Linked DNA regions of Mus musculus: all the other regions are linked to region 1. A link is a contact called in public ChIA-PET and promoter capture Hi-C data. All regions are on one chromosome and are shown on one strand. Each heading gives the region's core, a stretch centred on a gene start, on an enhancer-like site or on the middle of the called end of the contact. The rest is flanking DNA. Distances are from core to core; before and after follow the strand shown. Region 1 holds the start of Xbp1 (X-box binding protein 1). Region 2 holds the start of Tmed4 (transmembrane p24 trafficking protein 4). Region 3 holds the start of Mtmr3 (myotubularin related protein 3). Region 4 holds the start of Purb (purine rich element binding protein B). Region 5 holds the start of Ap1b1 (adaptor protein complex AP-1, beta 1 subunit). Region 6 holds the start of Zmiz2 (zinc finger, MIZ-type containing 2). Region 7 holds the start of H2az2 (H2A.Z histone variant 2).

Region 1 (2,700 bases), core at 162-2,661:
TGGGATGAAAGCATGGCCTGAAGTCCCTTTACCTCTTCTTCCAAATCCACCACTTGCTGCTCCAGCTCGCTCATCCGGGCTTTCTTTCTATCTCGAGCAGTCTGCGCTGCTACTCTGTTTTTCAGTTTCCTTGGGGAGGAGACAGGGAACATAACTGAGTCATCTCCAGCTTTCATGTGTCTTCATTTGTAGACGTGGCCAGCTGGTGCTTTCGTTGACTTTACAGAATAAGGCTTAGCAAGTAAACACGCTTAAAGCTCCTATCAAAACGCACACGCACACGCATACACACGCTGCTTTCTATCCACAGGCCTTGAAGACTTGCTTGATTCTCTCCCGTGCGGCTGTCCACCCGGATCTCATTTTACCACCGGGCTGATACATTCCCGTTGCGTCATATGCTTCTTCCCTCCTCCCCCGCTACTTTCTGGGTCCAATTCCGTCCCACAGGCTCCTTGCTAGAGCGATATCCGTGAAGGCGGCGGGGACGCTACCAACTGTCCCTCCCCAAGCCAAACTCTCGGGATGCCGGACGCTGTGGACTCGGTTCCCAGGGTGGGGTTCCCAAGTGGCTGCAATGACAGCTGGAGCGGTTCCTACCCTACGACCACAAAGAGCGAGCATTTACAGAGGACTGGGCGTCGGGCACCTTCTTCTGTGCCTGTGTCGGGAGCTCCTGCACACACCCCCGACGCAGACCTTCGGAGGGGCATCCCCCTCAGCTCCGCTTCCCAGGTTAGACACTAGAGGTGAATCTAACCCACCGTACGGAGCCCACCAGCTGGCACACACGAGAGAGTCCCAATCCCAGTCCTGCCGCCCCGCGCCCCAGCCTTGCCCGCCGGGCCCACCTCCGCAGCGCTTTCTCCTCCGGGCTCAGGTGCGTGAGCCGCTGCCGCTTGCGAGCCTGCGGTGTCCCGCTCGCCTCCGACCCTGCTGCCCGCGGACCGGGTACCATGAGCGGCAGCGCCCGGCCGCCGGAGGCGGGCTGGCCAGATAAGAGTAGCACTTTGGGGGCCGCCGTGGCCGCGCTCGGCGCCGCTGCCACCACCACCATAGCCAGGAAACGTCTACGCCAGCGCCGCCACCGCCCCGTGGCCTCCTGCCGCGCCCAGCCTTTCTAGGGTCGTGGCCGTCCGCGATTGGCCGGTGCTCCGTGACGCGCGGGTATATTCATCACTTATTGGTCCTGTAGTCCCGGGGGCGGGCTCAACTCGGGCGGGGTGAGTGTCCAGCGTGGCTGCACAGCTGTTCTCCGCCGTGCAAACTGGGCCTTAGGGTGGATGGACGGTGGCGACCACTGGTTGCTGGAGTCCAAGGATCTTCGGCAGACGTCCCCACCCCGGCTGAGGATTGCCAGGCTGTCCTCTCAGGCCAGATTTCCAGACCGAGTCTCACGGTTTTACCCTAGCCCGACCCCATTTTAATGTCCGGCGCTACGTCCCCCGTCCCGTCCCCCCCCCCCCCCCACTTCCCAGTACAGCAGAAAATTGAACTGGTGGCATATCCGGCTTAGGGTTAGCGGACACACACACACACCTGGGAAATTTTCACAAAATGAGTCTTTAGAAAATGAGATGATTGCAAAACTAAATGTAGCAGGGTAGTACTCACTTGTAATCTCAGCACTTTATTGCCAGTTTGAGAGCAGCCTGGGCTACATAGGGAGGTCTAGCTAGGCCAGCTGGGGCTATAGATCAAACCCTATTTCATATAAATTAATTGATATAAATTAATAACTTTAAAAGAAAACACTAGAGCCTTGGCTAGCATGTAGTAAGGGATTAGTAAATAAAGTCTGCATAGTGAGAATACATGTGGTTTCGTTTTTCTTCTTATTTCTGATCTCTTCTGGTATGAGCTTTTATCACTGTTGTCTTTGTTTTGCTGTGCTGGAGCCAGACCCCAGAACCTAATGCTCTAGCACTCCACTATTCCCCTTTACTGTGGAACTAGAGATACCACTGAGCTATATATACCTCCAGACTTTAGTATTCCTTTCATTAGGGAATGGGAGTGAGGAGGGGGTGGAAATAGGTTTCAGGGGATGGGATGGGGTGGGGGAGAGTGTACTCTTCTATTGCTTTCCGCCTTATAAGAGTCAGTGCACTTGAAGCTTGCCCCTGAGGCTATGCTGGCTGGCCATTACACCTCCATGGTCTGCTTGTCTCTGCTCTCTGCCACTGGGGTTACGATCAGGCTCAGCCTTGCCAACCTTTCACCTGGGTGCTGGGCGTTTTTCACCTACACAGCCACCCCTACATTAGTATTTTTTTTCCTTTTCCTATTTCCAATAATTTATTTTTTATTCACTTTATATCCCAATCATAGCCCCCTCTTCCTAGTCCCACCCTTACAAATCCCCCCCCCCCATTGCTCCCTCCCCTTCTCCTTAGAGAATACCTCTTTGATACCACCCTACCCTGGGACATCTAGTCTCAGCAGGACTAGGTACAACATCTCCCATTGAGGCCCAACCAGGCAGTCCAGGGAGGCGGAGGGGATCCAATGGCAGGGAACAGAGACCAAGATAGCTCCACTCCACTTGTTAGGGGACCCACATACAGACCAGGCTGCACGTTTGCTACAGATGGGGGTGGGGGGGATAAGTTCAGCTCCTGTAGGTTTCCTTGTCAGTGGCCCAGGCTCTGTGAGCCCCCATGGTCCCAGGTTAGTTGACTCTGTATGTCTCCTTGGGGC
Region 2 (2,741 bases), core at 23-2,522, 750 kb before region 1:
ATCTTCAACAACAGCTCTGTGATTAGTTCAGTTAATCTAACAGAACTACCACAGTGCCTATTGGCTCTATGCCTCTGCCTCCCATTAAGACCTCTTTGAACTCCTTGAACTATGTTGCATCCTTTTAAACCTTTTTGTAAGGCTTCTCTAACACACACACACACACACACACACACACACACACACACACACACACACAGTCCTAGCTTGCTTTCTGTTGCTCTGATAAACACCACGACCAAAAGCAGAATGGGAGGAAAGCGTTTATTGGTTTCTGGGTTACAATCCATACCGAAAGAAGCCAGGGCAGGAACCCGTGGCAGGAATGTGGAGGCAGAAACTGAAGCAGCAGCTATGGAGAAGTGCTGCCTACTGGCTTGCCTCTGGCTTGCCTCTGGCTTTCTCAGCTACTTTTACTATACGACCCAGGACCATCTGCCCAGGGATGCTACCACCCATAGTGGGTTAGGCCCTCTATCAACTAACAACCAAGAAAATGCCCCATAGACAAGCTCACAAGCTAGTCCAATGGAGGCCAGTCCTCAGTTGAGGTTCCCTCTTCCCTGTTGTGTCAAGTTGACAGTCAATGCTAGGTCATACACATAGACATAATCACTATATGATATATAATGTATGACTTGATAGTAATTAAAACTGGATAAAAGAACCTGTTTCAGTTGGCGGTAGCTCAGTTGGTAGAGTGCTTGGCCAGCTTGCAAGAAGCTCCATCCTCAGCACCCAGCAGCGTCAGGTGTGATAATACACTGCTCAGGAGGCTGTGTAAACTAAGCTATCTTTGAATTTATTGTGACTCAATAAGTCCTGCAGTTGTGAAATGACACAATGTGTTCTCTTCTGTAGGGTGCTCAAAAGAAAGGTTTATTTTACTTCAGGTGCTGGGGACCAGAAGAACTCACGCTGTTCAGGTTAACCATCTCAAGTCGCCTAGCACCCTTCCCCGAAAAGTACGCTTGCTTCTCCTTACACAGAGCACAGGCGCAGAGAGGTGCCTAACAAGGGCAATCAAGCCTAAAGACAAGGGACAGAAGCCCTGGGCAGCTTCATTGGGCCGGCCTTTTCTCTCTGTAAGGCTAGTTTACGCTAGGGGACGCTCGGGCGCAGAACAATGCAAGCTTGGGGTCGGGTGTACAGCGGACCGGGTTTCGAAAGGGAGCTGAGGGACTGCGACACTGCGCAGGCGCATGTTCCGTTTCCAAGCGGGTGCGCAAACGCTGAGCAGTGCGCAAGTGTGCGCATGTGCAAGGTTGAGGCGCAATGGCAGGTGTTGGGGTCGGACCGCTGCAGGGGATGGTGCGATTTGGGCTGCTGGTGCTTACTGTGTGTGCTGCGTGTGCCCGTGGGCTCTATTTCCACATCGGCGAGACTGAGAAGCGCTGCTTCATCGAGGAAATACCCGACGAGACCATGGTCATCGGTCAGGGGGCTGAGGGTGGAGAGGCCCTTTGTTTTCAGCTGGCCCTTGGAAGCACCCCTCCTTCCCTGTCAGCTCGACCCCATCCCGAGGGTGCCTTGAGGGCACCAGCTCCCCTGCACAGTGCCCTGGGGCCACCTCCTGGGGGCTAGGTTGTGACTGTGTGTCTACTCTGCAGGCAACTATCGAACTCAGATGTGGGACAAACAGAAAGAGGTGTTCCTGCCGTCGACCCCCGGCCTGGGCATGCATGTAGAGGTGAAGGACCCGGACGGCAAGGTAAACCCCCACCACCTCGCTAAAAAGGTTCTAGCTGGCGCCAGCTGTCCGTTAATGTCTTTATGGGATGGAAAATACCGCCGTGGTCCTGAGAAAGTCCCCAGGTACCAGGTCCCGCATTTTAAGAGATCGTTGTAAAATTGGGGCTTGATGCGTGTTTGCAGGTTGTACTGTCCCGGCAATACGGCTCCGAGGGCCGTTTCACGTTCACATCCCACACACCCGGTGACCATCAGATTTGTCTTCACTCCAACTCCACCAGAATGGCTCTCTTCGCTGGAGGCAAACTGGTAAGAGGCTCATCAGCCTTAGAGTTTCTCACTTGATACCAAGGTTGATTTCTTGCTGTCTTTTCTTTTTTCTTTTAACTTTGCCTTTCTGGGGGCAGCAAGTGGGTACAGTTAGAACTGGATGTCCTTCTTCCTCATTCAGCCAGAGACAAGAATCAGACTCCATAGCGGTAACAGACGGTGGGTGGCACCCCCGTCATTTCGTCCTGTTTCCTTGTAGCGTGTACACTTGGACATCCAGGTTGGAGAGCATGCCAACAACTACCCCGAGATCGCTGCTAAGGATAAGTTAACAGAGCTCCAGCTTCGAGCTCGCCAGTTGCTTGACCAGGTGGAACAGATCCAGAAGGAGCAGGATTATCAGAGGGTAAGGGACTTGAACTTGGAGGCTGTACTTGACCTTTAAACCCACTGTGCAACGTGGCTGCTGGGGACTTCTCTACTCGGGAATGTGGGAGTTACCAGTCAGTCTACATAGGTGAGGTTTGGGTTTGCTTTTCTTTCCTCGATTTCTGTATATGTCTACAGTGGCAGGGTTGGACGTTAGGCAAGCTCTCTACCATTGAGCCACACCTCCAGTCATGTGTGTGTGTCTGTATTATATATCCGTATATAAAATGTATTATATTTATTTTAATGACTATATTATATATAAATACATATATGTGTATATAAGTTCTAAAAGCTTACATCACTCACTATTTCTAGGTGGTCTTCCATCCAAGTATGAACCAGGCCTG
Region 3 (2,955 bases), core at 201-2,700, 930 kb after region 1:
AATGAAAGTGTATAGTTTACTGCTATCACTACCAAAAGATTTTTTTTTTTGACCCAAGAGGTGCAATCATTGTACTTCCAATTTAGCCTGTGCTTTTCTAGTGAAGGTGAAAACGGAGACACAATCAGCTGCATTGAAGAGGAGGAAGACAGGTCCTTGGAGGGCGGTGGGAAGTCTTTGCTAACTGATCTGTGATGTAGTGCCTTCCTTGACCTTCCTTGAGATTCTGTGATGTGGTGGGTAGCCCAGAGAGTAATAGGACAGTTTGTGTTGTTATCTGGGCCTGGGTTTGAAGTTTAAGTTAAATTCAACTTATTCTGGGTTTTACTTTTTTTTTGTTTGTAAAATAAAGATAGGCCTGACCATTTATGAAGATTCAACTAGATAAATATAAACACTTGCTCTTCCATAATTAGGAGATTTGTCTGGCTATTGTGTTGTGCAATTTTAGGTTCTGGAGACATAATGACAAATAAGACAGCATCCTTTTTTTCTAATTATTCTTAAACTCCAGTGGGGGCAGAGAGGCAATAATGTTGAATACAAAGAAACAAATAATGGGGGGGGGGAGATAAACAATTTAACAAATACAGGGATAAATTTCATTTACTTGTCTTCTGATAAAAAATCAAGGTCATGTTAAAATTCATCTAAGGAAGTGAAATATCTTTGAGGATTTGTTAGGACCTAAGCCAGTAGATCTCAACCTTTAAACGCTGTGACTTTAATATAGTTCCTCACGTATGCTGACTCCCAACTTACTTTCCTCGCTAATTTATAACTGTAATTTTCTACTACCATGAATCATAATGTAAATATCTGAGGTTCAGGATATTTGAGACCCCGAGGACTGCTGACCTAAAATAAGGTATTACAGTGTTAGACTATGGGGCTCTTCTGGAGGCCAGTCAAAGTAGGGATTCTTTTCCCCCTTGCTTTTCTTTGAGCACTGAGGTTTTTTTTATTAGGAGCTGGCGTTGAGGCAGTTTGAACTTGTATTCTGGGCATAACTTATAGCACACTATATTTACATGCACGGTATTAAGTTAGTTTTATATTGACTATACTTGCTGGGGATATAATATCACTACTGTTCTTAGTTTTAATAGAAAGTAGAGTAAGCTGAAGTGCTGTCTTGGTCCATTAAGTTGGAAAAGAAGCCTGAAAAATCTTTCTAAACCTTGTTTTTCTTTTTCTTAATTCGTAACGGTTTATTTATTCACTTCTCATTTTTCTTTTCTTCCTCCTGACGCTTCTCTGCAGCCACAGTCTGGTGACTTGCAGCCCCGCCCACATCCTGGGGCGTGACCAACGAGCCAGGCCCCGCCCTCGCCCATCCCGTGACGGCCAGTCTTCCCCCCCGCCCCCCATCCCACAGCGGACAGCGCGCCGGAGCGTGCGCGCGCGCCCCCGCTCTCAGCTCCGATCGGTCTCGGGAGCGCGCTCTGTGTGGCCGCTGCCGCCATGTTGTTGTGGTTGTGAGAAGGCGGCGGCGGCAGCGGCGGCGGCGGCGGCGGAGCAGCCGGCGGAGACGCTCCAGCGGCCCAGGCGCTGGCCCCCGCCGACCCTGGCTGGCAGCCTCCTGGGGTGGCGGAGGAGGCCCTGCGGTGGCGGGCCTCGCCATGTCCTGCCGCCTGGTAAGAAGCCCACCCTCCGGCTCTGGTGGCGAGGAGGTGCTGGAGGAGGGGCGGACCTGGGCCGAGTGCGGCGGCTGTCACCGGCCGGGGAGGCGGCGGCGGGCCGAGGGCTGGGTTGGCCGCGGCCTCCCGGGGCAAGCTCTCAGAATGGAGCACCGAGGCCCGGTCGGGCGAGTCGGGGGAGGCGGGGTCGCCGAGCTCGGCGGCCATCCTGAACCTGGCGGTGGGTAACACTCGGAGTGTTGGGAGCTGCGGCTGGGGCGCCCTGGAAAACGCTCCCGGGCCTCCGGGAGGTGAGCGTGTGGCCCGAGGCCCTGGTCGAGACCGTGGGAGTCCTTAGTGGCGAGAGGCCGGAGGTCGTGCTGTTGGAAACCACGGGCGAGCTGTGCGGGCCTCAGCCTAACTGCAGCAGGGCATCCTCCTGACCTGGTAGTGCTTGAAGGGGAACGAAGGTCCAGGGGTGGTTGGAGGAGCTCGGGGAACACTGCTCAAGTAGCTCTGCAAAAGATCAGTATTATTTCTTGGGTTGAAATTGTACTGGATGTATTGCATTTCATGACCCAAGATGGTATTGTTGGGGCCAGAAAACTTATTTCAAAAATTGGAAGTAGAGTTTGCACACTCTGTTAGGCCACCAGGAGTCAGATCATCTCACTTGTGAGTTTTACACACAGGTTTCTGTTAGATATTAATGTTCAGTCATTGTCAGAATGAAGTTTACGTTTTTATTCTTCTTACTATCTTGACATCCACTTGGCTTTTTGACATTTAGGGTCTTTTTTTTTTTTTTTTTTGTATTAAAAGTGCATGTGTTCTTGTAGTGGAGGCTCAGCCTCGTTCCTCTTGTGAACAGTGAGCCGTCAGAAGTTACGATTGAATGGTAGATGGTTCTGTATCAAAATGATCTTGTTTGTGGGGATGTGAAGGAGGCCTTCTTTGAGATTCTGCAATGTTTCTGTGTTTTTTACTTGGAAACCAAATAACATGCGTTGATGGCCAGTGAAAGACTTCTTTTCCATGCTTGACTGAGTAGAAGAGTTTACAGAATGACACCGTTGTGGGTAAACACTATGCAATATGTTATTAAACTAAATTTGGAAGCTTCTAGAAGGTTAGAGTGATTGCCTATGAAGACATATTTCACCCCTACCATTTTTACTTTTTAGGTAACTGTGAGCAGCATAATGAATTTGTTCACAAGGCATCAGAACACATTTTATCAAATTAAATGTTGTATAGCTGAACGTATGTCCAAAAACCTAGAGGAAAATAAAGGAAGTGAGGCCTGAAGTCTGCTTCTGGCCCACAGAGGGGTCCT
Region 4 (2,906 bases), core at 175-2,674, 960 kb before region 1:
CAAGGATTACCCAATACATAGTACTGGGACAATGGGTTAGTCATTTGAAGGAAATTCCTTAGATTCTTTACTTCATCCCAGACATCATGATATATTTCAGATAAACATAGTCCTATACTTAAAAATCAAACCATAAAACCACTCAAAAATATGTCCTTACTAAAAAATTACAAGAGAAGACTCTAGGCTTAGATGCAAATGAAATTTCAGCGGAAACAAAATAACAAAGCTGGCCCATCAGGCAGAATACAGGCTAGAGGGGCGGTTAACTGCTCATCACACAAGCATTAAGACACAAGCTTGAAAACCTAGCAGCTGCATAAAAGAGCAGGGTGCAGCAGGGGGTGGGGGTGGGGGATCCCTAGGGCTCACTGACAGCCAGTTTAGATCAATTCAGTGAGCTCTAAGTTCAGCCAGAGACCCACTCACAAAAAATACGGTGGAGAGTAACACAAACACTCTATTTCCGGCCTCCACATACACGTACATGTATAGCCACACAGAAACAAATTTAAAACACTTTAGGGCTGGAGAGATGGCTCAGTGGGTAAGAGCACCCGACTGAAGGTCCAGAGTTCAAATCCCAGCAACCACATGGTGGCTCACAACCATCCGTAACAAGATCTGACTCCCTCTTCTGGTGTGTCTGAAGACAGCTTCAGTGTACTTACATATAATAATAAATAAATCTTTAAAAAAAAAAAAACAACACTTTAGAGGAACCTGGTTAACGAATATTAAACTGATGCAAGAACTCAAGTTTAAGCCAATATAGCTTAGTGAGATCCTATCATTAAAAACACCCAATTGTAAAAAAAAAAAAAACCCAAAAGTTATTTGTGTGAACTCCATTCAGGGAGTTTATAAAATAAGATGGTATTCTGGTTTCTTTGTTTTAGAAACACGGGCTTATTTACTGAAGGATTGCTAGATCCAATCGTTAGGAGTCCGACTTAATCAGTGTACTCGTCCCTGAGGATTAATAATCTAGTAGCATTAGTGAGAAGTAGGATCTCACTGGAGAAAACAGGTTACTGGGGTATGCTCTGGAAAGATCCCTAGCCCCTGGCCCTTTCCTGTCTCTCTGCTTTCCCAGGCGCCAGGAGGTGATTGGCTCCACTGTTGAATAATTCATGTGCTTCTCGGCAAAACGTTCTGCCTTCCCACAGCCCCAAAGCAACAGAGTCATCTAGTCACACACTAAACCCTCTGAAACCGGGAGCGTCAGTAAAGCATCAAGAAAGAGGACCCCAAAACCAGCGGACAGAAACATAGGCTCGCCCGGGGTAGCCGCAGAACGCCTTGCCGGCGCGGCCAGCGACGTCACCTCTGCGCCCCGCCGGCGTGGTGTGTGTGGGTCTTCCGGCCGGGAGGCGGCGGCGGGCGGGGCGGAGTGACGTCACGGGAGGCGCGCGCCGGAAGCGGGCCGTGCCGCACGGAAGCCGCGGGGGCGGGGCGCGGAGGCGATGGGGGGCGGCGGCGACCGGCGATGAGCGGCGGGCGCGCGTGAGGAGCCGGCGGGCGAGGCTGGGGGGCCCCGGAGCGCGAGCCGCAGGGCGGAGGGCGGGGGCGCGAGCGCAGCGGGCGGCGGCGGCGAGGCGGCGGCCGAGAAGATGGCGGACGGCGACAGCGGCAGCGAGCGCGGCGGTGGCGGCGGCGGCGGCGGCGGGCCCGGCGGCTTCCAGCCCGCGCCCCGCGGCGGCGGCGGCGGCGGTGGCGGGCCGGGCGGCGAGCAGGAGACGCAGGAGCTGGCCTCGAAGCGGCTGGACATCCAGAACAAGCGCTTCTACCTGGACGTGAAGCAGAACGCCAAGGGCCGCTTCCTCAAGATCGCCGAGGTGGGCGCGGGCGGCTCCAAGAGCCGCCTCACGCTGTCGATGGCGGTGGCCGCCGAGTTCCGCGACTCGCTGGGCGACTTCATCGAGCACTACGCGCAGCTGGGTCCCAGCAGCCCCGAGCAGCTGGCGGCGGGCGCCGAGGAGGGCGGCGGGCCGCGCCGCGCGCTCAAGAGCGAGTTCCTGGTGCGCGAGAACCGCAAGTACTACCTGGACCTCAAGGAGAACCAGCGCGGCCGCTTCCTGCGCATCCGCCAGACGGTGAACCGCGGCGGCGGCGGCTTCGGCGGGGGGCCCGGGCCCGGCGGCCTGCAGAGCGGCCAGACCATCGCGCTGCCCGCGCAGGGCCTCATCGAGTTCCGCGACGCGCTCGCCAAGCTCATCGACGACTACGGGGGCGACGAGGACGAGCTGGCCGGCGGCCCGGGAGGCGGCGCCGGCGGCCCCGGGGGCGGCCTGTACGGAGAGCTCCCGGAGGGCACCTCCATCACCGTGGACTCGAAGCGCTTCTTCTTCGACGTCGGCTGCAACAAGTACGGGGTGTTCCTGCGAGTGAGCGAGGTGAAGCCGTCCTACCGCAATGCCATCACCGTGCCCTTCAAGGCCTGGGGCAAGTTTGGAGGCGCCTTCTGTCGGTATGCAGATGAAATGAAAGAGATCCAGGAGCGACAGAGGGATAAGCTTTACGAGCGACGCGGCGGGGGCAGCGGTGGCGGCGACGAGTCGGAGGGTGAGGAAGTGGATGAGGATTGAAGCAGGCAGCTTCCCGTACCGGCCTCCCCCAACCCCACCACCATCCCCTTGGCTAGAGAGCGCCCTTTCCTTCTCGTCCCCAGTGAGCTAGTGGAGAGGGATCAGGGGAGGCCGCAGACGAAGAAAACAAAAAAAAAAATAAAATAATATAGTTAAGAGAAATAACCATAAGAAAACAGTCACAGACAATTAGAGAAAAGCAGTTAAGTTCCAAGGAACTGCCAGCAACCTGCAAAGAGGAGCAGCATCTCCTCACCTGCGCAAGAGTCTCAGCTTCTGTTGTTTAAAACCGAGGTTCGGAAATTCATCAGGAAAACA
Region 5 (2,700 bases), core at 33-2,532, 530 kb after region 1:
AGTCATCCCAGGCACCATGACAGGCCAAAGGCCATCCTGTGGGCCTGTTCCCCTAGAACCTAGGACCAAAAGATCCCCCAAGGGGCCCCGTTGTTCCCCTCTTTACTGCAAAACGAATAAAGTGCAAACGGGATGAAGGGGTTGTCTGGATATCAATTCCAAGAATAGCCCAATAGGCAGGAAGACCTGAGAGCCAAAACACTGACAAAAACAACCTGGCCGAACAGCCTCCTAAGTTGAAAGTGTATCAACAGCTCCTCCTAAACATCGGATCAGACGACAGGTGAGAAGGCTGCATCCTGACACCAACTCACACAATATATTGGCGACAATATATCAAGTCACTTCTAGACCCCAAGCCAGCTCCAGGTGCCTTTCTCCCCGAGCTTTGAAGGTCTCTGGAGACCTACATAGGAAGCCTGATTTTGCCTCTACTACTCGAATGACCTTCCGTGTGTCATTTAACCTCCCGTGCCTCGGTGTCCTCGCGAGTGAGAGGGGGAAAGCAACAGTAGCTACCTTACAGAGGCAGCTGTGAGCTCAGTACACAAAGTGCTTAGCACAGAGGTTCGAAGTCAGGAAGGGCTGGAGAACCAGTGACAAGACATTCTTGTGGTGTTAGAACTAAGACAAGTGCTCCCATTCTGTCAACGTGTCCCTGAGGATCCAAAGGACGAGGGGCGGGTGGCAGAAGGCCATTTCTAGATGTTTGCCCCGTTTTGGGGGGGCGGCGGCTAAGAGATAAGGCCCTGAACGAGGAGGCCTGAGGTTGGCCGAGGAGTGGGAAGGGACAAGCAGGGCGCAGGGGAGGCCTAAGTGCAGGAGTCTCTCCGAACCGGACTGCGGACCTGAAATGACGGACGGCTTGACGCCGGGCCGCCAAGCCGTCGGGAATGAATGAGCACGCAGGCCTTTCACCTTCGCCCTCTCGCGGCTCGCAACCCTCCAGCGCAGCGTCCTCTCCGTGACCTCTGACCTCGCAGACCCCCCCCACTCCTCGGACCCCTTCGGGTTTGTTTGTTTTCCTATCTCGCCGGGCTGCCTTTTTCCTCACCCACAAATCCAAACGGCTCCGGGTGCCGCGGCTCGGCTCGCTTCAGCAGCAAAATGTCCGCAGCCTCCGCCTCCCTCTCCTCCGGTGCGTCGCAGCAGCCGGCGGCTCCAAGCTCCACGGCTGTCACCTGCCGAGCGGAAGTAAGAGGCCCGTGCGCGGAACTTCCGGTGGACGCACACCCCGGGGGCGGGGTCGAGGGTGCAACCTGGCGGGAGGGGCTGGGGACCTGTTGGGCGGGGCCTGTGTGGGAAGGGCGGGGCCTTAGCAGAGCCGGCTTTTATGAGAATTGAGGGCCTGGGCGGGCCAAGCGGCTAAGTTCAGGCTGGGATACCCTTGCTCAGAATCCCTGGCCAGGCTCCCTCTCAAACACCATGGAATCGAAAGGGTCTTGGAAGACTTTAAAGTTCATCTCTTTCTGAGTTACAGATGGGAAGACTGAGGCCAACGTTGTCTTAGGAAAAGGGAAAGTCGGAGCTACAAATCTGATCAGCTGCTGGACTGCGCCTGTCTGCTAGGCTAAAACGAGACTTTTTCTGCTGCCCTTGGAAAATTCATTGTTCTAAAAGGAAAACATAAGCTACGTCCAAGACTTCTTATCCAAGGGATACTTCACAGTGAGACCTCAACTGATACAGCCATTTCATTCCTGACTTTGGTCCTATTAATTTTCTCTTTCTAATAGATAACTTGTGTTCATCCCCTTTAAAACATTATAAAACTTCTATTCTAGCATTTTTATTAAACCAATAATATCTGCATTGCAGAAAAAAAGAAATATATTAGTGGGGGCTGGAGAGATGGCTCAGTGATTAAGAACACTGGCTGGTCTTCCAGAGGACCTGAGTTCAGTTCCCAGCAACCACACTGTGGCTTACAACCATCTGTAATGGGATCCCATGCCTTCTTCTAGTGTGTCTGAAGACAGCGACAGTGTTGTACTCATACACACAAAATAAATAATTCTTTTTAAAAAAAAAAGAAATATATTAGTAAGGAAAAAAGGCAAAACCAAAACACGTAGGCTCCTGAGAAAATCGTTTTTTAACACTTGGTTATCCTCCTAGATGTAATATGTCTGCCTTTTTATTTTATTATTTGTGTGTTATTGATTTGAGACAAGCTCTTGCTGTGTAACCCAAGCCAGCCCCATTGTTGAGCTCACAGTGATGTACTATCATGCCTGGTCTATGTAGTGCTGGGATCTAACTCAGAGCTTTTACATCCTATGCAAGCACTCTAACAACTGAATCGCTGTCACCTTGGCTGACCTGGAAACTGAAAAACCAAGCAGAAGTCTGCCTGCCTCTGTCTCACAGTGTTGGGTTTAAAGGTGTGCACAACCACACCCAGCTGTTTTTACATTCTTTAAAGTTTTGTCATAATATAATTATGACAAATTGATAAAATAGTTATGGCAAATTGATAAAATAGACAAAATAGAATTCCAGATGCTGGGGTGAAGAGATGGTTCAGCAGTTAAAAACACTGGCTGCTCTTCCAGATAACAGGGGTTCATTCCCAGAACCCACATGGCAGCTCACAGCACCCACATGGCAGCTCATGGCATCTGTGACTATAGTCCAAGAGGATCTAAAACCCTCTTCTGACCATGCAAGCACAGGTACATGCACATATGAACATAAAAT
Region 6 (2,700 bases), core at 7-2,506, 870 kb before region 1:
TGTACGTAGCTCTTGCTAGCACCTCCTTCAGCAAACGCCTGCTGTCCCAGGCACTGCGGGGAGGTCAAGGCAGAGCTGCCACCTGCCACACCAGGCATCATGGAACCACCAGGGGGGCTTCCTGCAGGGCCCATGGGGTTCCCTAAAACCTACAAGGAAGTGGGAGTCACCAGAGAGAACCAGCCAAACTACTGTCTTTAAGACACAGCCCTAAAGTGCTAGATGCCAAGAGATGCCCAGCAAATGGGGGAGGACCTGGGTGGCAGGAGTGGTTGTCTATAGTTCTGACTGGAAGGGTCTCTGGAGCCAGGGGAAGACATCCCATGGTAGTACAGAAGAAAGGCACCTAGTGACTTGAGACCCTCAGGAAGCCCCATCCTTGTGCTTCAGACAGTCCGCTTGGTCCCTGGTTCTTGGAGCCCTAAGATGGTAGAGGCACCACCAAGACTCTGGATCCTGAGGGCTGGGGGGTGGGGGTGGGAGTGGGGTGGCCCTGATACACACTCACCTGGCTCTGGGTTGCGTTGCCAACTCCCCACACAGTAGTGACCACAGACAGTGACCCAGCTGGCTGAGTGGCACTTTGTTGCCAAGGCACAGACTCATATGCAAATGAACCATCACTAAAAGAGAGCAGCTGGTTAAGGCAGGGTCAGAAGGCCAAGGGCTTGCTAGAGGCAGGCCACAGAAGCCCACACTCACCCGTGTGGTGCAGGGGGCAGGGCGGGTTTCATGGGGTTCATGGGGTTCATTGGTGATGGAGCAGCCTACAGGCCCAATGTGCTGGAGCTTATCCGGGAGTTGCTGCTCCGGCTGCGGGACAGGAGGGAGAAGGCAGGAGCTTAGATGCTCATGGTAGCACGGACAAAGCCAGGGTAGTAGCGTTGGCAAATGTCAGCCCAGAATGCAGTGCAAAGCAACTCTAACAAGGGCTCTGTCATCTTAAGCCATTGGATCAACCCTGGAAAGGGCTTTCTGATATCAAATACTTCCCACATTCCCTTTCCCATATAAATCATAGGAAGCCAGGAACCCTCAGCAGGCCCTGGAGAAGGTCAGAGGGGTAGCCCCCACCCTGCGGAGCCCAGAGACCTGAGAAGGAGCAGAGCTTGAGTGTTCTTTGAGGCAGATGCTGAAAAGTCAGGCAGCAGATGTACAACGGCAGTCCATCCACCAGGTTGGCCTTAGGGTGGCTGTACCGACACGGCTGACACAGGACACAGGCACTGACCCAGCCCCTGGTTGGCAGCTCTCTCCTATCAAGAGGGTGGCAGAAGGGCTTCAGGTCACAGGACCTTCAAGCTGATCCAGACGACTTGAGGGGAGCAGGCGTGTGTGTGTGTGTGTGTGTGTGTGTGTGTGTGTGTGTGTGCGCGCGCGCGCGTGCGTGCATGTATGCATGCATGTAGGTGCACACACACACACACATACACACACACCCCTGAGACAAATATGACCTTAAGTATATGGTCAAGTGGACATCTTGCCCCCCCCCAAAGACCCATCTGTGACACTTGTGAATTCCCAACATGGCAGTGACACACACAGCACAGCAGGTGTGGGGGGTAGTCACAAAGCCAGACCATGCTAACGCACATCTACAAGATGGGACCAACTGGGCTTCATTCTTAGAAAACCGTAGCAGTGGCTGGTGGACAGGGAGGCAACAGCAGGTAAGAGCAGCGACTGGTACAGAAGACTCCCACTCCTTGCCTTTCTCAGTGCCTCATCCACTCAGGTCCTAATATACCCTGGACCACATGCGTGCCTACCTCTGCTTGGTCTCACCAGAATGGCACACAAGCCATGTGTTGGGCACTTCTCAGGGACCTCTGGGAAGGCCTGGGTGCTCCTGTCTGAAACCCTCTCTTGGTAGGGGCTGTGTGATTGCCACACATACCTTTTGAACCATTATCAGATCTGGTGATTTCCATCTTCCACTCAGCACTCACAAGCCTCTTGTCTAGGGGAGAGAGGGGTATCGCAGCACCCACTCAGCTCTGGAACAAACATTTCTTTGTGCTTACCACTCAGGGCTCAGTACAGACCTGGAGGCTCTGCAGGGCAGGGCTACACACACAAAGCCCCAGAACGGATAAGAGAAAGAGAGAAAAGGGGACTGTGACTTGCCCTTGCCTGGGCAGCCTTAGGCTCCCAGAGATCCTTCTCACACCCAGCACCAGGCTACCAGGGAAGAGAAACCTCATCCACCTCATCCACAGGCTCTGTCCCCTGGCCCTCAGAGGCAACTACACTTGATTCTAGCCCAGGCCAGGTCCTGCCTAGGCAGCTGGAGACAGAATGTGCCAGACTGGCAGCAGAGGCTGGCATCTATGTTGCTCCTGCTGGATCCTGGCAGCTGACCTGGTGGGAAGAACTCCTCCCAAGATCTGACATGTGGGGTCTGGAACAACCATGTGGATGTCAGGAAATAGGAACAGGAATCAAGACAAAAGCACGACTTAATGGAAAAGAGAAGAGATGGGAAAATAGCCACACAAATACTCCCAGAGACACCAAAGCAATTCAGTGGAGGAAGGACATCTCTAACAAGTGGTACACGAGCAACTAGAGCCTACCAGTAAACAAAAAACTTCAGACACAAAATATGACGGGGGTGGGAGCATCTCTAGATGTAGCTTAATGGCAGAGCACTTGCCCTGTGTGCTTACACACGTCATGCTCTGAGTTTGAGCCTCA
Region 7 (2,736 bases), core at 47-2,546, 920 kb before region 1:
GGTTGTGAGCCACCATGTTGTTGAGAATTGAACTCAGGACCTCTGGACAAGCAGTCAGTGAACCACTGAACCACCGCTCCAGCCCCATGTTTGTTTGTTTTTGAGAAAGGGTTTCTTTGTGTAGTCCTGGCTGTCTTGGAACTTGCTTTGTAGACCAGGCTGGCCTGGAACGCAAAAATCCACCTGCCTCTGCCTCCTGAGTGCTCGGATCAAAGACGTCACCCCACCCCACCCCACCCACTCCCCTCAAGTACTTGTCCATATATTTAAATGAATAATTCATTTAGAAGTTCATCCCTTCCTCGTTTAGCATTAAAATTATTTTTTCATAAAGACCTGCTCCAAGTTGCTTCTTCTGATGGAGGTTGATCTCAGAGCTATAGTCCCTGTCAAAAGAAACAATTCAAATTTTGAGACAGGTATTGTCTAGCTGGAGATAAATTTCTAAAACAATGGCTTGGAAAAATCCTACCACAAGAACGAAGTCTCAATACAACAACAAACAAACAACAACAAAAACCGTAGAAAACTATTTTGCTCACAACTAACTCCTACAACTGGTCTGTGCTTCCTAATGGGAAAAAAATTAAGCTTTGAAGCTGGAACCAGAACAAAGTCTAAGACTTCTGATGAAGGCTGTATGCAAATGACTACATTCACCTAAGTGCGTTTCTCTAGCTGAGAAATGGATGTGGCTCTCCCAAATCTCCCGGGCTCATTGATGATCACAAAAATAATAAAACCTTTTAAAGTTGTGTGAATGGGTTGGCGATAGCTAGAGAATTTAACTAGGTGCGGACTACGATATACACTTATTCCTAAATTTTCACAATAGCTTTTGCACAAAGGTAACTCTACTTTAGACATTTGACCCTGTGCTACCTAAACGTTCCCCTTAAACTTGTTGCAATTGAAGAAAAACAAAGCAAAGAAGTCCTGGCGGGCTCTGAAATGGGCGGGAAAGGCACAGCTGTGCCGAATCGCTCCAGTCTATTGGTTCACCGAGCTGTTGTTCCCAGCCTCCCGCCCCCGTGCGGCCGACAATGTTTTCATTGGCTTTCCTCCTCTCTCATTGGTTCATTCTTCTGTTCATCAGAAGTCCGCGCAAGGAGAGCGGCGGAGAGAGTGTCAATGTTTGGTCGGAGGGCCCACCTCCAAGGGCCGTGTGCAAAAAACAAACAGCGGTTAGGGAGGCGGCACCGGGAGGGCGGAGTTATGGCTAGAAGGAAGCGTACAATTGGCCGGCCGCCGAGGTTCAAACGAACAACGTGAGCGGCTATTGGTGGAGGCGGCGCGAGGCGGGCCCCGGGCATTGTCCCGCTCTGGCTGCGGCGGTCCGACTGCGAGAGCGGCGGCGGCGGCGGCGCGGGGCTGCAGTGGGCGTCGCGCGGCCGAGACCATGGTGAGTGCGGGGTCGCGCGTGGAGTGGGCGCGCAGAAGCCCCGGACGGCTGCTCCACCTGGGGGATCGGGAGTGGGCGGTGTCGCGCTTCGGAGCCGGAGTGCCCGCTGTTCCGGACTCCGCCGGGGGTTGGGGGGGCGCGCCGGACGCGGGAGGCAGAAGCAGGGGGGCGGGTGCTGCGCCGCACAGAGGAGGTCCGGCTGTAGCCCTGCGAGTTCTGAGGCTTCGGCTCAGGGTTACGTAATGCCCCCCGCTGAGGATCGGAGGAGTTCTGATCCTGCCCACCAGAACCGCTCGCCTCGTCAGCGGCTTGCCGGTTATTCTTTGGAATAGAAGTTTATTTACTTGGCTTCATCTTAAAGTATCTTTTCATTCTGTAGTTTAGATCTAGTTGAAAGTGACTTCTAAAGAAAGAAAGTGAGTAAAACTTTAGCCCCATTCTGAAATTGAGGGGAAAGTCCTAAAACCAATCGAGACCTATGTGTTTCACCAAGATTAAGGGGAGTGACGCTCTCTTTTTGGAATTATATTTCTGTCGGTATCCTGCTTGAAATATGCTTTCGCTGTTATAGAAATAGTAAGCCTTCCCAAGAAGGACTCTCTGCATGCACTTAGAGATTAGTTAAGGAAAAGCTCTTTATCTTTTCTTTGACGCTTGTCTGGCTGGGCTAAGACTCAAGCAAGAGCCTGCCTCCAACTGAAGAGCTTACTAATTTATGTACATTTTAGATGTGTGCATTCCACAGACTCTGTTATCCTGACATCTCTTTTGAGGTCCCAGGTTACACTTTGAACAATTTAAGCAGAGACAGGAGATTGCAAGTCTGACCGCTGAAGTGGATAGATTTATACATATTACTACATATGGCTAGGAGTATTTTTAAGTATGCCACTGTTCTTTTTCAAAGTTATTACCGAGGGTCATCATACCTACCTTGCAGAATTACAAGCTGGTTTATCTTTATCTGGGCCTAACTGCTGGTCATAGATCAGTTCTGTCTCCTTTGTCACGGGAATGAGTCTGATTGGGTGGCCCATCCTGGTGAACAGTTGTCTCCTAACATCCTAAGTTCCATGTTTTTAATTTGCAGGCCTGCTTAGCATACTGCTTATCTTCGAGGGGTTTGAGAGGCGGTCCACCTTTAGCTAAATTTCACTTGGGCCAATGTTTCCTGAGCAAATCTATTACTAAATCCATTGTAACATCAGTTTTATTACTTTGTGTTTCATCTACATTTTCACATGATAGGTACTTTATTTTTGGGTTTTTTTTTTTTTTCTTTTTCTTTCTTTCTTTTTTTTTTTTTTTCGGTTTTTGGTTTTTCGAGACAGGGT

Evidence for each region. Promoter capture Hi-C pulls out the DNA fragments that hold promoters and counts their contacts. ChIA-PET counts read pairs in DNA pulled down with a chosen protein or histone mark.
Region 2: a contact with region 1 is called in a promoter capture Hi-C map of hippocampal neurons, with 7 times the contacts expected there. The contact joins the promoter of Tmed4 here to the promoter of Xbp1 in region 1. A contact is called at or near these places in 8 of 39 promoter capture datasets (3T3-L1-derived adipocytes, cranial neural crest, erythroid cells and 5 more), 1 of 484 Hi-C or Micro-C datasets (erythroblasts), 6 of 115 datasets of contacts at active chromatin or transcription factors (astrocytes, bone marrow-derived macrophages, embryonic hindbrain and 3 more) and 1 of 9 other capture datasets (liver).
Region 3: a contact with region 1 is called in a promoter capture Hi-C map of liver, with 2.6 times the contacts expected there. The contact joins the promoter of Mtmr3 here to the promoter of Xbp1 in region 1. A contact is called at or near these places in 2 of 39 promoter capture datasets (liver and pre-B cells).
Region 4: a contact with region 1 is called in a promoter capture Hi-C map of neutrophils, with 4 times the contacts expected there. The contact joins the promoter of Purb here to the promoter of Xbp1 in region 1. A contact is called at or near these places in 2 of 39 promoter capture datasets (neutrophils and pre-B cells).
Region 5: an RNA polymerase II ChIA-PET map of memory CD8 T cells shows a contact between it and region 1, with 29 read pairs. The contact joins the promoter of Ap1b1 here to the promoter of Xbp1 in region 1. A contact is called at or near these places in 2 of 39 promoter capture datasets (maxillary cranial neural crest and pre-B cells) and 5 of 115 datasets of contacts at active chromatin or transcription factors (astrocytes, bone marrow-derived macrophages, large pre-B cells and 2 more).
Region 6: a contact with region 1 is called in a promoter capture Hi-C map of liver, with 2.7 times the contacts expected there. The contact joins the promoter of Zmiz2 here to the promoter of Xbp1 in region 1. A contact is called at or near these places in 3 of 39 promoter capture datasets (cranial neural crest, liver and pre-B cells).
Region 7: a contact with region 1 is called in a promoter capture Hi-C map of pre-B cells, with 5 times the contacts expected there. The contact joins the promoter of H2az2 here to the promoter of Xbp1 in region 1. A contact is called at or near these places in 2 of 39 promoter capture datasets (neutrophils and pre-B cells).

The regions. Positions count from the first base shown.
Region 1 is chr11:5,519,352-5,522,051 of GRCm38.p6, reverse strand. Xbp1 (X-box binding protein 1) reads right to left here and starts at 1,411. Exons shown (of 6, transcript NM_001271730.1): 1 at 852-1,411; 2 at 33-129. The coding sequence starts at 1,057.
Region 2 is chr11:6,273,368-6,276,108 of GRCm38.p6, reverse strand. Tmed4 (transmembrane p24 trafficking protein 4) reads left to right here and starts at 1,272. Exons shown (of 5, transcript NM_134020.1): 1 at 1,272-1,435; 2 at 1,611-1,711; 3 at 1,876-2,001; 4 at 2,222-2,368. The coding sequence starts at 1,276.
Region 3 is chr11:4,593,285-4,596,239 of GRCm38.p6, reverse strand. Mtmr3 (myotubularin related protein 3) reads left to right here and starts at 1,450. Exons shown (of 19, transcript NM_001373897.1): 1 at 1,450-1,637.
Region 4 is chr11:6,474,594-6,477,499 of GRCm38.p6, reverse strand. It overlaps Purb (purine rich element binding protein B), which reads left to right and starts at 1,424. Exons shown (of 1, transcript NM_011221.3): 1 at 1,424-2,906. The coding sequence starts at 1,614. The coding sequence ends at 2,588.
Region 5 is chr11:4,985,406-4,988,105 of GRCm38.p6, reverse strand. It overlaps Ap1b1 (adaptor protein complex AP-1, beta 1 subunit), which reads right to left and starts at 1,282. Exons shown (of 21, transcript NM_007454.3): 1 at 1,055-1,282.
Region 6 is chr11:6,393,681-6,396,380 of GRCm38.p6, reverse strand. Zmiz2 (zinc finger, MIZ-type containing 2) reads right to left here and starts at 1,256. Exons shown (of 19, transcript NM_028601.3): 1 at 1,093-1,256; 2 at 703-813; 3 at 509-623; 4 at 1-149. The coding sequence starts at 752.
Region 7 is chr11:6,443,003-6,445,738 of GRCm38.p6, reverse strand. H2az2 (H2A.Z histone variant 2) reads left to right here and starts at 1,296. Exons shown (of 5, transcript NM_029938.1): 1 at 1,296-1,402. The coding sequence starts at 1,400.